Regions from separate parts of the Sus scrofa genome. Here region 1 is linked to region 2. Evidence: chromatin contacts called from public HiChIP or PLAC-seq data. All regions are on one chromosome and are shown on one strand. Each heading gives the region's core, a stretch centred on a gene start, on an enhancer-like site or on the middle of the called end of the contact. The rest is flanking DNA. Distances are from core to core; before and after follow the strand shown. Region 1 holds the start of CCDC184 (coiled-coil domain-containing protein 184). Region 2 holds the start of SENP1 (sentrin-specific protease 1).

Evidence for each region. HiChIP or PLAC-seq counts read pairs in DNA pulled down with a chosen protein or histone mark.
Region 1: a contact with region 2 is called in an H3K27ac HiChIP or PLAC-seq map of alveolar macrophages. The contact joins the promoter of CCDC184 here to the promoter of SENP1 in region 2. A contact is called at or near these places in 1 of 5 promoter capture datasets (fetal skeletal muscle), 5 of 47 Hi-C or Micro-C datasets (blood, embryonic fibroblasts, heart right ventricle and 1 more) and 1 of 2 datasets of contacts at active chromatin or transcription factors (alveolar macrophages).

Annotation. Positions count from the first base shown.
Region 1 is chr5:78,559,598-78,562,624 of Sscrofa11.1, forward strand. CCDC184 (coiled-coil domain-containing protein 184) reads left to right here and starts at 1,575. Exons shown (of 1, transcript XM_021092621.1): 1 at 1,575-3,027. The coding sequence starts at 2,103. The coding sequence ends at 2,690.
Region 2 is chr5:78,474,839-78,477,824 of Sscrofa11.1, forward strand. SENP1 (sentrin-specific protease 1) reads right to left here and starts at 1,477. Exons shown (of 18, transcript XM_021092613.1): 1 at 1,380-1,477. It also overlaps a transcript of PFKM not described here.

The sequences.
Region 1 (3,027 bases), core at 325-2,824, 85 kb after region 2:
ACCAATAATGCCTTAGATTAAACATTCTGCTGTTTAGGATATTTCCCCATTTTAATAGCAGTAAGACATGGAATAAGCTAAACAGCTCTTTACAGTTTCTCTGGGCCAGCCCCACTCCTCATCACCAGAGAATGCAACAAAGGTAACACATTTGCTATCACTGAACCACTAGTATATGAAACACTTACCCATACCTAGCTCTTCCCCATCTTGAAGTGATACAGCTTTTCTCTTCTCCAGGTTTATTTCTTGTGAATTTCATTTTGGTTTCTGACCACTTGGCTTTTCCAATGTACTGAGGTCATTATTAGTTAGTATGCTGCTGCCCAGGTGCTGTTGTCTTCTCAGTCGAAGTCATCTGTAAATGTATTAAATTTAATTGTTCTTCCTCCTCCCTGCTTCCCACTCCACTCTTCAAAAAGGGCAATGCATTGTTACAAAGGTTGAGACACTCAGTGCATGTCTGTACATGGGTGCAGGGCCTGCTGAGAAGGAATTAAGGGTACATAGTCCCCTCATTCATCCCTTCCACACATTGTCAACAGTTCACACTTTCATCTGTAAGCTGATGCAAAGTGTTACTCAGAGTTAGAAATAATGTTACTCAATATTATGAGTAACTCAATGATGTTACTCAATACAATAATGTTACTCCATACCCAGTCCAATCCCCTAACAGATCAGGAAAGTGATTTACTCAAGGTCTCTGAATTAATAAATGACAGAAACGAAATTGCACTCAGGTTCCTAAAATCCACTACTTGTGAGCTAGAGAGTTCTGGATGAAGGTATGGTACACAGCAGTTCTTGTAAAGTATTCATTCAACAAACATATTGAGCATTATTTACTACGCCCCAGGTACTATTTTAGGTGCTGGGGATTCCGTGCTAGAGGACACAGAGGAGACAGAAATCTCTGCTCTTAACGCAGCTGTCTTTCTCAAAACTGAAGCGCTTTGCCTCACCACCCTAGAACTCCCAGTGCCCTGGGTAGAAGCGGCTGGGTCTCATATGGGAGGGAATCCCATCTTTTCTCAGCTCCTGAACTATCTACGGCGAGGGCTGATTTATTGCAGAAACAAAACGAAGTGGCGGAAACCTCTGTAGTGACAGCCTGCGCCTCCGCACCGCTAAGGCTGGCGGGGCCGGCTCCAAAGCGGCGCAGCGCTCCAACTCAAGTCTGGGATTAATAGCATCGGCCTCACTATCCTCTCTGTTTTCCTGCTGGAGGACAAAGAAGCAGACCTGGCTCTAGCGCCATCCTCAGAGAAAAGATTGCGGGCGAGTGAAAATCCTTCCAAGGCAGTAGCGCTCAGTGTCTACCACCCAGGCCAGGAGAGGGACTACGTCTCCCCCGACCTGGGGACTTAGGCAGCAAACTGCTCTCTCATGCTTCCCTATTAAACACTGCGGCCACACGCTCTTTCAGCCTCAGCTGAAGCCTCTGCAGCATCCCCACCCTACCCGCCCCCACCCGCTAGCTGAGACTCTAGAGCCCCACTGCAGCTTCCCAGCCATCCTCCCTTTTCTTTTCCACTTCCTGGTTGCCATGGAGACACACGTCATTTACGTGCCGTGCGTCGCCTTGGAAACAGAGGAGCATCCGTGGCGCGGCTGGGAGACCCGCCCCGTCACTCCAACCACACTCGCGAGCCAGCTGGTTATGACTGGGGGGAGTCCCGAGCTCGACCCTTTGCTGGCCTCGGCCTCGACCTGGGTCCCACCACAGGCGCTTCTGTGACCCCGGGAAAGGGCGACTACTTGCCGTCCTTAGCGCCCAGAGGGCGGCGCTGATTCGGGTGCAATTCGGGAGGCGAGGCAGGGCAGGGAGCGTTCGCCCCTGTGCGAGCCGGAGAGACGCCGGCCCTGGGACTGTAACCGGGTCCGCGTCCCGCCGGCTCTTCCCGGCCTGCCCCGATCCTGCCTGTGCCCTCTGCCCGGGACTCACCTCCTCACGTCGGCTCCCCGCCCCTCTCAAGAGTCTCCTCTTTCCTCGGCTCCTCCCCGCCCTCTGGGCACCTCTCCCCCTCCCCGTACCCTCCCCCACCCCGAGGCCGGGCTGGACCGGACCCGGAGCAGCCATCACCCGCTTCTGCCATTCAATGGAGGACGGTCTGCTGGAGATCATGACCAAGGACGGCGGAGACATGCCCGCACCTCTGGAGGTGTCCACCGTGCCGGCGGTGGGGGACGTGATCTCCGGGGAGTACAACGGCGGCATGAAGGAACTGATGGAGCACCTGAAAGCCCAGCTGCAGGCCCTGTTTGAGGACGTGAGGGCCATGCGGGGGGCCCTGGACGAGCAGGCCTCGCACATCCAGGTGCTCTCGGACGACGTGTGCGCCAACCAGCGAGCCATCGTCTCCATGTGCCGGATTATGACCACCGCGCCCCGCCAGGGTGGCCTGGGCGTGGTCGGCGGCAAGGGGAGCTTCCCCGGCGCCCCCCAAGAGCGGGAGACCCCTTCGCTTGGGATCGGGGACAGCGGTTTGCTGGGTCGCGATCCTGAAGACGAGGAGGACGACGATGAAGAGGAGAAGGAGATGCCCAGCTCCGCCACACCCACTAGTCACTGTGAGCGCCCCGAGAGCCCCTGTGCTGGCCACCTTGGGGGGGACGGGCCACTTGTGGAGCCCCTCGATCTGCCCGACATTACCCTGCTGCAGCTGGAGGCCGAGGCCTCTCTGTGAGGGGACTCCGAGGGGGCTCTATTTTCCCGGACTGGCTTTGGGTTTCCGAGTGCATGACGTGAGGGGACTGAACGGCGCGGTGCAACATGCTTCACGCTGCTCTTGTTGGTCAAGCAGAAGAGACTCCCTCGAGGAAGGATTTATAGGGTAAAGGACTTTGGGAGCATCAAGAATTCTTTCTGCCCAACCAAGCGAGATGCAGCAAACTGCGGAAAGGTGAGATTCCGGGAGAGGAAGCGCCCATCTCTGGACTCCCATCCAATCCCCTACCCTGCCCTTTTCCCCTCCCCAGCCAACAGGAGAACCCCTGAACTGTGTAAATAAAATTCTGCTTTTC
Region 2 (2,986 bases), core at 227-2,726:
CACTTACACCAAGACAATAAAGCCGGTGCAATTGGTAGGAGATGTAGGAGTCGGGTAAAGAAAAGGAAAAACTCCCAAAGCTGTAGTTGAGTTACATCACCTTAGCTTGAGGTAGAAGAACCTGTTTTTTTTAATTCATTTGCTTCCTCTAGATTTGTCATCAGATGACTGATATGGACACCATCTTTACCTTTGGTATAATTAATGGGGATTAGGTAAAAGTGAATGAGGCTTCTCAAGATAAAAACAAATGAGGCTTTCAAAATGGGACTAGATCAAGAAAAGGGAGTCTCTAAATTGGAAGATTAGGGGATCACGCTTAAAGAAATGCTCTAGGTTTCACCGTAACTGTAATTTCAAACTCTGTAATCTATCTTTCAACATGAGTCCTTAGAAATTATCTCTATAAAAAATAAAGACTGAGGAGATAATGCGACCTACTCCAACCAAAACACATAACTGGAACACCCTAAGTCAATGGTTGGTAGCCAATCAAAGGCTTATAAAATTTTTATAAAAAATTTTGCAAGAATCACCACCACCCAAATAAGCGTACCAACTGTGAAGTGAAATGACTTTAACAAGGCTGACGTGAAAGTGATAAAGGAGCAAGTTAGTGCTAACAAGATAGTGGAAATACTGCAGAGGCACCGATAAACAGAAATCACCAAGCTCAAGAGAAACTGGGCACGTAGCCAGAGAGATCAGGTTAGGGTACACCAAGAAAGAGACGGTTCAAGGGAATTACCAGGAGGCGATGAGCCAGGTAAGCAAACAGTGGCAGTTAAGGGGATTTTCATAACCTGGGCAGGAGGGTCCCGACGTTTCTTTCTGTTGGTGGCACTAGCGATATCACATCTCAGGGAGATACCACAGAGTAAAAGAGTTGGAGAAATGTTTACGTGAGACGCAGAAGTAGCGGAGAAATACCATTCAGGTCTCAAGGAAGGCGGGAGGTGAAGCAAGTATAAGAGAAAGGCTGAGCTTCCGGGTGAAAACAGCTTCCCCCGAGAGAAGCCCTTGCTCTGGCGGGAAAGCCCCGAAATCCCAACCTGCCTGTTCCTCACAACGAGGGCTGGGCGTTGAGATGGAACCGGCCGTAACCGCAAGGAAACCGCCTCTCCTCGACGCGGGAGGAGAAGCCTGAAGGAACGGCCTTGGGAAACCTAACTAACGGCCACCAGCCAGATCGCAGCCGGCGGACGGCAGGGGGGAGGGGAGGTGGTCCCAGGGGGCGGGGCAGAGGAAAAAGCACCGTCCCCACAGCCGTCCCCGCTTCCGCCCAGCCAAGCCCAGGTTGCCGGGCCCGGGCCCACACTGCCTCCCAGCCCAGGATCCCTCCATCCTCACCCCTCCCCCAGCTTCCCGCCGCCACTCACCGAACCGGAACCGGCTGCTATACGAAGGGGTTTCCGGCCGGGCGCGGAACGCAAAACCCGGGAACCGCCGCGAACCGGAACCGCCTCCTCAACACCGGAAGGGCTGCTCGGTGGCCTGCGGGGGAGGGGTGGGGGCGGGAGGTCAAAGAGCAGAGTTGAGGACCTACGAAACGCCTGCGCAGTGTGGTAAGGCCTGATAAGTCAAGGGAGCATCTAAGGCTGTAGTTATAATTTCCCCGTTTCCCTTTCATCTTGAGCTTTTTCTCGTTCTTGGAATACTGTTAGTGTGCCCTTCGTCCTACGCTTTTCTCTGTTCCCTCGGCCCCCTCACCCGTTGCTTTCTGGTTCCGCCTGGCGGTTTTTTGCTTAGGCTCTGGTTTCCATGGCAGCTCGTTGCTTTGACCCTCGATCTGCGGCAACCTGTGGCCACCTTGACAGATGTAAACCTGAGGAGCTAAATATAGCTGAGGCTATGTCATGTTTTATTGAGAATCACAAAACATTACTGCTTGCAGAGGTTATTGGAGATGATTTAGTCTAAGAGTTTCAGAGAAATGGAACCATTGGCAAGGCTATAAAGCACATGGCAGATTTGAGACTAGGAAACAAGAGTTTTTTAACTTGCACTTCTATATTCTCCTTTGCACCACATCAAGCTTGATTGGCCATTGGGGAAAAGAAAAAACAAAAAACAAACAAAAAAAAGCACAAAAAAACCTGCTTGGAATTGGCTTAGGTTAGATGCTGGAAACGTGTAGAAACTTCCAGAACTTTGGAGCAGTTTGAAATGCCCCTCCAGGAGGTGTGAGGAAAGCTCTCAGGGAAACAACCCAGGATTCTGCTCTCTGAAGAATTAAATGGCCAGTGCTGCTGTTGCTGGACTGAATCAATTAACTTAATCTGTGCTGTAATTTTTAAGAGAAAATAATGAGAAGAAATATGTATGTTCATTCAGACTTGTTACCAAGCCCATCAGCTTGGTGGGCCTTGGAACCCAGGCCATGTCTAGAAGCCTTAGAGAAATGCTTCTGAGTAAGCTCTCTAGACTCAGGTGACAGTCCTGGTCTGTGACCTCAGACTGGAAGAAGGGAAGCCTCTGGAGGCCCCCAGCCTTTTAGCTACTCTCAGCCGCTGGGGGTGGGGTGGGGAGGTGCTTGCTGACTTTAGGATATCTTGTCCTGTCAAATATATAAAAGTAGATTATATGTATCAGTTCATATGCTGACATTTTATAGTGTCAAGTCCTAAGGCCTATTAGTCTTAAATGTACCTGGTCCATGTCACTTTTGTCCATTTTAATCATTGCACAGATCTGTTGATTTGCATTAAACTTTGTCTCTATTTCTAGGAGGCATGCATAAAGAGGAAGTCCATCTGAAATTTTTCATGTGTGTGATTCAGTCTCGCCAGTTAGTCAGGACTCCTCAGAGAACAGGTACCATTGTCTCCTGATCATATTCCAGTGACAGAATGGGTTCACTTGCAGGGACTCTCAGTACAGGAGATGACACTTAACTGGTGTAGAGGCGGGCTTTAGCAGTCAACTGACCTTGGGTATTCCATCCCCACTATGATAAAACATTTATGATGGTCTTTTCCTTGTATAA